2 separate regions of the Oryctolagus cuniculus genome follow, and region 2 is linked to region 1. Evidence: chromatin contacts called from public Hi-C data. All regions are on one chromosome and are shown on one strand. The core of a region is the stretch at or near the end of the contact, and the rest is flanking DNA. Distances in the headings are between cores, read along the strand shown.

Region 1 (4,921 bases), core at 2,202-4,701:
TCACATCTTTGGGGCACAGCGGTCTTCCCGTGTGCATCACACACGTCCTCAAACAGCCCTCCTCCTGCTCCATTCCAGGAAGCAAAGATACGATCCCGCAGATGCATTTTCTAAGCAATGTTCTCAGGCAATCTGTCATTTTCCCAACACCTTGTTAGCGGGAGGTATGTACGAGAGGCAGATGGTAACACATACCAGACTGTGACGGATGCATGCGACTGGTTCTAGGCACTTGTGACAGATCCAGGAGACAGCACATCGGTGGTAGGGGCTGGCTTCCCTGGGCCCAGGTGGTCAGGCAGGCTGTGTCGACGAGGTGCAGAGAGAGGTCCTGCCATAGCGCCAGGGTTCAGTGGAGTCGCACTCCTTGTCTGGCACAGTGACACACACACACACACACACACACACACACAGCTGAACTGGAAAGTCCAGAGACTGACCTGAGAAGGTGTAGAGGATGGAGGCCCCTCCCCCACCACATGCCCTCAGCAGCTCCAGCCTGGGTCTCCAGTTCTCCCGGTCCCTCTCAGTTCATCTTCTGTGTGGCTACCGCAGCGCCCCTGACGCCGGGTAATTCACAGACTTCAGAATTCAGGTCCATGATCCTGGAGGCTGAGATGGCTACGTGCACCGTGCCAGCACCTGCTCACCGCCTGGTCACATCCTAACGTGGGGGGAGGCGTGTGGCCAGCACAGGGCCCTCTTCCTCCTCGTACGAAGCTGCTCCTGCCATCCGGGGGCCACCCTCAGGCCCTCATCCCTGGGACTCACACACAGTGTGAAGATGAAGCTTCCAGCGCAGGAACTCTCAGACCATAGCCCTGTGCTCCCCACAGCCCCCAGGGTGCTGCCCGGCTTACCGTCCTCCTGCCCGCCGTCCCCAAACCCCAGCCATCGCTGCGCCGTCACCTCCGTCGTTTTCGTGCCATCAGACTTCCCCCTTGCCGAAATGGCAATTGATGACACAGAGCAGGAGGAGAACGGAAGCTGCTCCTCTTTGTGTTCGATTTCAACACCAGCAGGTGTTGAGTCGCCAGGGAACCTGCTCACTCCTTGCCACGTTTGGGGAGTGTGGAGCCACAACGTGAACCCCAGTCTCCTTGGCAGGTTTCAGGCCGTTCCACACCCACGGGTGTTGGTTAAGCATCAGAGATGGCCCAGGCACCGGCGGTGCCTCCCAGTGGCTGGCAGCGTCTGCCCCCACCATGCCTTCCCGTCTGCACCTCCCTGAGAAGTGCTCTTTTAGTTCCGGGTCTGGGAGAGCCCACCCTTGAGCCTTACCCTCCAGCTGTGAGACCAGTCTGGCACTCCTCCCACCCCCACTCGTGTGTTCCTCATCTTCGCCCTGGGGATGTGTGAGGAGGTAGGGGCAGGTCTCGCTGGCTGTTGGAGTTCTCAGGGGAGCCCCAGGACAGACCCTCTCCCTTCCCTGCCTGGATTCGGCACACACTGAGAAGTAACTCAGCAGAGAGGGACCATGTTGTCATTTTTTTTTTTAATCGGATGAAGGCAGGTCAGAGAACTCAGCTTTCGGGTGAGACCTGCGTGTTCTTGCTGAGTGATCCGGAATCAGGCATTGTTACCTGTGCGCAGGTGAGCCCCTGGGCTGCTTGGCATCCTAACAGCGGCTTTGCCAGGAGAAGGTGCGGGCTGGGCTCTGCCCGCCCAGGATTTTACTCCCTAAATTCCCTGTCAGGGGTTCTTGTGGGCTGTTCACTCCTTAGCCAAAGGTGTCGATGTGGATTCAGGTGGCTTACTGCGCACAGGCTGTCTGGGCCGGCATTCTCTGGTTACCTGCAGGCAGACTGATGCCCAGAGAAAAGAAAGGATGCACTCAAGGTCAATTACTCTCCTTGGTTCACGCGTGATACAGCTCCCAAGGGTGGGGACCCTGAGCCAACCCCGGGCCGCTGGGGACGCTCCCGGCTCCAGCCCGGCTCTGTTTTCTCTCCGGATGATTAAAAGAGAGAGACAGAAATGGCAGGAGGAAATGGCTCACTTAATACATAATAAAAAGCACTGTTCAGTTTTGAATCCTAGCTTTTTTTTTCTGCCTTCATTGTTAGCCAATGCAAATCAGTGCGGGGAGGGGTGGGTTTTGGAGCAGGAGGGAAATGCGGCGGTGGCGAGGCTGTCTCCTGCGTCTCACTTTGGAGCCTGGCGAGCCCCAGCCTCCTGCAGATCCCGCCCGACCCTCTGCTGGGCAACGTTAGGCGGGCGAGCGAGCTGCTGAAGGCAGCTGGGGTGGGACCAGCCCCGCGCAGGTGCGACTTTGTCAGCATATCGCAAGGCACCGACCGAGCCTCCGGCTTCCCCGAAAGCGCCGCGAGCTTGAGCCCAGGGAGGAGGAGAGAGGGCGGGTTGGTGACGAGTGGTCACCCGCTCGGGCGCACGTGCGTGCTCTGCGAGACCGGCCCGCTCCGTGCCGCGGGGACCAGCCTGGGCGCGCAGGGGTAGCGCGGTCTGCACGGCCGGGCCCCGCCCCCTAGCGGGGCCCCGTGGCTCCGCAGCCTTGCCCCGCTGCATTAAAGCCGCCACCGGCGACCGCGCTGCGCTTCCTCAAGCGCTCCGTCCGCACCCGGCGGCCAGCAGGGCTTCCGGCCAGGGGCTTCCAGCCGCGCCTCGGGATCCCTGCACGGAATCCCCTGAGGGCGCCTGCCGCAGCCTTCCCAACCCCGGCAGGGAACGCACACGTCCATCGGGGCCAAGTCCCCGTGCCGCCACCTCGAGGATAGCCTGCGGACGGACGCGGTGCAAGGTAGCTGGGTCCAGCGCTCGGGCGGCTGGGACCTCAGGGGAGGCGGCGGGGAGCCCTGCGCGCTTGGAGCAGCGCGCAGGGTCCCCCGAGAGGGTGCAAAGCATGCGTGGTGGAGATGTGGAGTGCTCGATGGTCGGGGCCACAGAAGCGCGCCCGCTTCCTCGGAGACCAAGGGTGGCCGAAGAACCCCGCGGGGCCAGCTGGCTCTGAGGTTTTCCAGGTTCAGGGCGCGAGGGGCTGAGCGTCCTGGACCCGAAGGTCCCAAGCGGGGCTCTCTGGGGATTTCCGGAGGAAGGTTTGCTAGCAGTGTCCTGTTGTGGAGGGCTGCGGGGTCCCCGCATGCAGCAGCCGAGGGTGGGCTGGGGCTTCCCTAGGGAGGGCGCTGTGGTGCGAGCCCCAGTCCCAAAGGATGCCCCCTCCCCAATGGAAGCGGCTCAGGGCTTTCTCAGAGGGGACTTGTGGGGTGGCAGCTATGCCCTGAACTCCCCGGTTATTTGGGGACAGGTGCGGCCCATGCGCACACCGTCTCATGACCCCCCCCTCCTTTGTTTCAGGGCGGGATCCAGCTGAGCGGCCCGCGGGGTCTCCGGAAAAGGGGCCGGAGCGCCCCGGGCCCTCGGGGGCTGCTGTCGGGCGCCACAAACTTAAAGGGCCCGAAGGCCGGGGGCGCACACGGCGGCGGCGGCCGTGGGCATGGAGGGCGCGCTGGTGGCCAACTGGAGCACGGAGGCGGTGGGCGCGAGTGCGGTGTCTCCGGGGACTACGGAGAACGGCACGGTCGGGCCGCCGCAGCGCAACGAGGCCCTAGCGCGCGTGGAGGTGGCCGTGCTGTGCCTCATCCTCTTCCTGGCGCTGAGCGGGAACGTGTGCGTGCTGCTGGCGCTGCGCACCACGCGCCACAAGCACTCGCGCCTCTTCTTCTTCATGAAGCACCTGAGCATTGCCGACCTGGTGGTGGCCGTGTTCCAGGTGTTGCCGCAGCTGCTGTGGGACATCACCTTCCGCTTCTACGGGCCCGACCTGCTGTGCCGCCTCGTCAAGTACCTGCAGGTGGTGGGCATGTTTGCCTCCACCTACATGCTGCTGCTCATGTCGCTGGACCGCTGCCTGGCCATCTGCCGGCCGCTGCGCACGCTGCGCCGCCGCACCGACCGCCTCGCGGTGCTCGCCACGTGGCTCGGCTGCCTGGTGGCCAGCGCGCCGCAGGTGCACATCTTCTCGCTGCGCGAGGTGGCCGAGGGCGTCTTTGACTGCTGGGCGGTCTTCATCCAGCCCTGGGGGCCCAAGGCCTACGTCACGTGGATCACGCTCGCCGTCTACATCGTGCCCGTCATCGTGCTGGCCGCCTGCTACGGCCTCATCAGCTTCAAGATCTGGCAGAACCTGCGGCTCAAGACGCTGGCGGCGGCCGCGGCGGCCGCGGGGCCCGAGGGGGCAGCGGCTGCCGCGGCGGCGGGCGGCGCAGAGCGCGCAGCCCTGGCGCGGGTCAGCAGCGTGAAGCTCATTTCCAAGGCCAAGATCCGCACGGTCAAGATGACCTTCATCATCGTGCTGGCCTTCATCGTGTGCTGGACGCCATTCTTTTTCGTGCAGATGTGGAGCGTCTGGGATGCTGACGCGCCCAAGGAAGGTAGCGCCTGGCGCACCAGGGACCTGGTGGAGGGAGCTGGTGGGCGGGGCCTGCAGGGTTCCCGGGGACAGGCGGGGACCCCCCTGTGCTGGGGCAGGCGGCTCTGAGTCCCGGCTGTACTAGGCTCCTGGTGGATGAGCTGAGCTTCAACTCACCGCTCTGTCAAGTGGCAATGAACGTTCCACACCCCGCCACGCAGTGGGGGAAAAACACGGGTGAAGCCCTTGCTTGGCCGGGTGGGGGCTGCGCATGGTTGAGGACCAGGAGGTGCAGGTAACCCCTCTGCCCGGCCGGGCTAAGCAGTGGGGCAGGTAAGTTTCCAACCACACCTTGCTCAAGCTCCGGCTTTAAGTCCATCCTCAGTGGAGCCGGCGCTTTTAGGGTTGGGGTGAGGGCAGCCTGGGAAGGGGGAGCCGGACATCCAGCCAGGCGCTGAGAAGGGACCTGGAAGGCACCGCTGGAGAAAGAGCAGAACCCCGAGACCTCAGCTGGCGGGTTGGAGGCCTCAGGGCCGGGTGCCCAGGAAGGGCACT
Region 2 (4,836 bases), core at 319-2,818, 52 kb after region 1:
CCTTGATTCCAGCAGCACCCTTGGGCTCGGTGTGTGCCCTGCAGTTCCCCCCAGGTTCTGCTCCTTCTTGTGTAAGATGTGAGGGGTGGGCCATCTGCAGGGCTCCAGGAAGCAGAACAATGCAGCCCGGTAAAGCTCGGGCATGGATCTCGCAGACCTCGGCGGGACATGGGAACCAGGAGCCCGGGGCAGGCTGTCGTCTCACTTCCATGAGCGCTGGCCCTCCTATCTGTAACATGGGCTTGATGCAGATCCTGGTGCTGGGGGTGTGGTGAGGCTCGGAGCACGCCTGCATGCATGATGAGCCAGGGAGCATGACTGCGGAGCTGTGGAGCAGGGCTGGCACGGGATGTCCTTGTTAATGCCACCACGATCTTCCCACGAGGAGCCCGTCTCTGAGGTGGCCTCTGAAGGGAGCACACACACCCCTTTCTAAGTGGTGGCAGCAACATGAGCATGCATGGTGCCTGGTACTTCTCTTGCGCTTGGAGAGATTCCAAAGCGATTCATTAGTCTCAGTTTTCTGTGGGTGGTTTGTCCCCATTCGGTGTCCCTGGAGCCTGGGGCCACCTGCAGCCCAGGGGACATTGTCACATCCTGTCTTTGAAGGCAGGTGTGGGGCAGGGGCTGGAGTTAGCGGTGTGGCTGTCAGCACCAGGGTAGACTAAGTCAGGGTTCTGAACGGATACTTGGGACTCAGGTGTGTGGTGTCAGGAGGGCTGTGTGAGACCACAGGTGGGAGTGTTGCACGCAGCAGGTGCCTACCGGGATTCTGCTACAGACCAGTTCCCCTGGAGCTCCCACATGTCCGTGTGTCCGGCACACAGGGCCCTGCGCTCTGTGCTTTGTATGGCATACACATTTGGAAGAGAGAGAGAGAGAAAGTCTCCCCCGGGACGAAGGTGAGGCAGGGCTCACTGCCTGTCATCAAACATCCGGGTTCCTGGGGCTCAGTGTCGCCGTCAGCTACCCTTCAGTTGCTAAAAGACCAGTGGGAGTGGATGAAAGAGCTCGCCATGGTCCTGGTGGGGAGGGGCAAGGAAGGGCTGCCTGGAGGAGGTGGGGCTAGAGCAGGGCGCGGTGGGGGAGGGGAGGCAATGGATGGAGAGAGGCTGGGGGACCAGATGGACCCAGGTAAGAACACAGAGCACAGGGTGGCACCAAGCACGAGTGCCTGTCAGAGAGCAGAACGGGGGTGGGGTGGGTTCCAGGAGGCTCTGTGACTACGCAGCAGGTGTCAGCGGAAGGGGCTGCAGGCGTGAGCGTGCGTTTTGGAGTCAGGGGACCCTGGTTTGAATCTCAGCGCGGCGCTGGCGTTGAAGTGTGCAACTCCTCTGAGCCGCAGTGTGTTTTTCTGGGAAGCAGGTCTCCAAGGGCTGCTGTACTCAAGGCTTCCCGCAGCCGCGTGGCCTGCAGGTGCCGGGTTCCTGACCGGGATCGCGGCGGCTGGGTCCGAGTATGGCTGCTGCGGTGTGGACGGCCATGACCGTGGTTCACGGAGGGGCACCGAGCAGGCACAGTTTCCTTCGGGCCTGCGGGTGTGAAGGAGGAGACGCTCTCGCAGGCACAGGCGGGGCGGCCTGAAATAGCCTGGGCATTGCCCGTGCCGTGGGCAGCCTGCCAGGCTCCGAGAGCGTGCTGCAGCGCAGAACAAAGCAGAGCTATTTTTACCTTGGGGAGCCCAAGAATGCGCCCTACCCAGCCTGACCTCGTGGCTGCCGGCCAGCAGGAAGCAGACAGCCCTGGCCCTGGCCCTGCCCTGGTAGGGAGGCTGGGCGCCCCTTCCTCGTCCCATCAGCCAGGCAGAGACCAGAAGCTCTTACTCACCAATTTCTGGGGTGCCTGGCAGGGGTCCTTGGGGGTCGATGCTGTCCCCCAGTACCGCCTGAGGAAAAGCAATCCTATGGATGGCACTGGCATCCACGTGGAGAGATTACAGGGGATACCAGGCCCTGCGCTGCCCACACATGTGCACGGGCTCTCATCTGAGTCTCTCCAGGAGGACCAGCCCCATTTTCCTGATGTGAAGACTGAGGCACAGGGGGTTAGGAGGTTGCACAGGGCTACCCCGTGAGGAAGCAGTTGGGACCCAGGCAGGGGCTGTTTCCCCTCCCTCCTTGCCTGCTCCTGGGGTCTGGGGGGAGCTGGCTTCAGTCCTGGTCTTGCCCTTGACCCAGACCTTGCCTGTCCTGACTCCTTCATACCTCAGAGTTGTTAGAGGGACAGGGCTGCAGGGCTGTGGGTGCAGAGGGCACCCTCACTTTGCACCGTCGCCTTGAGGGCTTGGGGGCCGCCATGCCTTGTTCTACGCTGCTTTTTTAGCATGTATCAGTTTCCTTAAAATGTACGAAGAATCTTAAGGATCTCATCCAAACATAGACTTGTGATTACAAAACAGAAGGTGTGTGGACACCATCTTGGTCTTCTGTTACTGGCATCTAGCGCAGAGCTGGCCCCAGCTAAGTGCGTGCTGAATGCAACGTGGGCCGTGAAGGCAGCAGCTCGCTGACCCCAGTGGGCGGTGTGGGGGGGAGCCGTGAGCAGGGGCACAGGACGGCCAGCGTGCATTTGTTCCTGATGAGAGGTGCTGAGCGGTGTGTAGGCGCGGTTCCTTTTATGCTTTTTAAAGATGCCAGTGTGTGTCTACATGCAAATCACAGAAGTTTACATATGGGCATTCGGAGGCAGGCAGCCATTCACTTTTCCCCCCCTTCAAGACGTATTCACTTATTTGAAAGAGCGGAGACGGAGAGGTCTTCCATCTACTGGCTCACTCTCCAGGTGGTCGCAATGGCTGGAGCTAGGAAAGGCTGAGGAAGGCTGTTTGGAGCTGGGGTGGGGGATGTGTGTGTGTCCCCATGGTCCTTGGGAGCCACAGGAGGTGTGAAAGAGGAGGCATCAGATCACAGTGCAGTGCGGAGAGACTTCTGGTCCCTCTCCTTTCTTTCCTGTGTGGCCCTGTGTGCTAGGGTAGGGGCTGTGGCCCGTGGGAGTGGGTGTTGAGATCGCGCTGTGGGACGTGGCTGTGTTAGCGACCCTGAGCTACAGGGGTAGCAGCAGAGAACACGCAGAGGCCTTGGGAGCTGGTCACGTCGCTGCCTTCCCAGGCCAGGGGTTGCTCTCCTGCTCACAGGTCATCCGCAGCCCTGGTAGGGGGAGGGGAAGGCAGGTGCAGGGGGAGGGAGAGCCAGGAGGAGGGGCCTTGTGGCCTGGGTGGAGTGACTGGGGACCCCACAGGGAGCCCGAGTGAGTGCATGACCTCCTCATCTCTTGCTCTTCCGTCTCTGGTACAGGACCCGCCACTTCCCCTGTCCCTGGTGGTCCCCTGTCGGCTGCGGGGTTTAGGACAACTCCTGATGGCTGGCCCAGCCGTGCCGAGCTGCTGGGCGATGCACGGTGTGTGGATCAGCCTGGATGGGGCAGTCGCCACAGAGGTGGAGGTTAGGGTGAGAGTGGAGAGGGGAGGCAGCAATTGGGGTGATCCGAGCTCTCCAGGTTGTGCGGCTGGAGGAGGGGAGCAGAAAGGCCTGTGGGGAGATAGATGTTAGGTTGGGGTCGTGGGACATGGGCCTTGCTGAGGACTCGCTGGCCCTGGGGCTGTCCAGTTCTGCCCCAAGGGGTGCAGCTCGCTTCCGGCGCTGGACGAACACACACTGCCCCCTGCTCCCCATGGGGTTCCAGAAGTCCCTCTGGTTCATTCCCCAAATGGCCACAACGGCCAGGGCTGAGCCACAGCAAAGCCAGGAGCTTGTTCCAGGTCCCCTGTGAGTGGCACATGGGCCATCTTGCACTGCTTTCCCAGGCACATTAGCAGGAAACTAGACCGGAAGTGGAGCAGCCCAGACTCCAACCAGCACCCATATGTGATGCTAACACAGTAGACAGCAGCTTGACCTGGTGCCCCACAGCTCTGGCCTTTGTCACAGAAGACACCCTGAGTGTGGGACCCCTGTGTGGGACCCTGCCCATGTCCCTTCCCTTTTCTGGGTCTCAGCTTCCCGTGTGTCTGGTGAGAAGGTCGGAAGAGAGGACTTCTGTGGTCCCAGAATACGGCCCCACCAGTGATGATGCCGCAGGTGGGTCGCCGGAGCGTTTCCGGTAACAGCTGGTGCTGCCGACTCCTGGGCAGAGCCGGTGCCATCCGCAACCTGGGTGGCTGGCGGTGCATCCCGAGGGAATTGAATTTCAGTGACCGAATAGACTGCCCTTTTCAGATTCCAAATTGCTTTGGGAGACAGATGGATCTGATTAGAGGGCTGGGAGGGGGGTGCGTGGAGCTGCGGGCGCGGCCTCTGCCTTATGAGATTAGCATCTCTGCCCGCCTGCCTGCCGGGAGCCAGCCAAAGCCTCCCCTGACGCCCGGTGCAGCTGGCAGCCTCGCTGGTTCCATCTGGATCACCTGGGCCCCGTGGGTGCTGTCTGAGAAGCGCCTCACGGAGCCGTGGCCCTGGGCTGGGGCCGGAGCCATCCCTGGGGCTGCAGCTCAGTGCTCCTGGCGCACAGAGAGGCTCCCTTCGGCAGGCATTTGGGTTTCCCTCCTGCTGTCCGGCCAGAGGCTCCCTGAGAACGGATCTCTGGCTGGAAGCGGGGACAAACCCACGTGTGGACGTGGCCGTGGGCTTTGTCTTTCCTTCTGTTGTTCCACGGTGAAGCAGAGCTCATCTCTGGGGAAAGCCAGAGCCAGGGCTGTGTCAGGCCGAAGCCAGGAGTCCTCAGCTCCATCCGGGTCCCCATCTTTGTACCTTACCCTGCCTGCCAGCGTGAGAATTAGGAGGAAGCTGGATCGGAAGTGGAGGAGCCGGGACTCGAAGCAGACACTCAGATGTGGGATGCACG

Evidence for each region. Hi-C and Micro-C count contacts between places; a contact is called where the count stands out from the background.
Region 2: a contact with region 1 is called in a Hi-C map of an unstated tissue, with 3 times the contacts expected there. The contact joins the enhancer-like site here to the promoter of OXTR in region 1. A contact is called at or near these places in 2 of 6 Hi-C or Micro-C datasets (ear pinna and an unstated tissue).

The regions. Positions count from the first base shown.
Region 1 is chr10:117,759,628-117,764,548 of mOryCun1.1, forward strand. OXTR (oxytocin receptor) reads left to right here and starts at 3,452. Exons shown (of 2, transcript NM_001195839.1): 1 at 3,452-4,388. The coding sequence starts at 3,452.
Region 2 is chr10:117,813,818-117,818,653 of mOryCun1.1, forward strand. No RefSeq gene overlaps it. Among named protein-coding and RNA genes, the nearest start is that of SSUH2, 6.0 kb to the right of the region's middle. Within about 2 kb of position 1,569, at least 1 of the 8 cell types and tissues checked has an H3K27ac peak or open chromatin away from gene starts, as enhancers often do.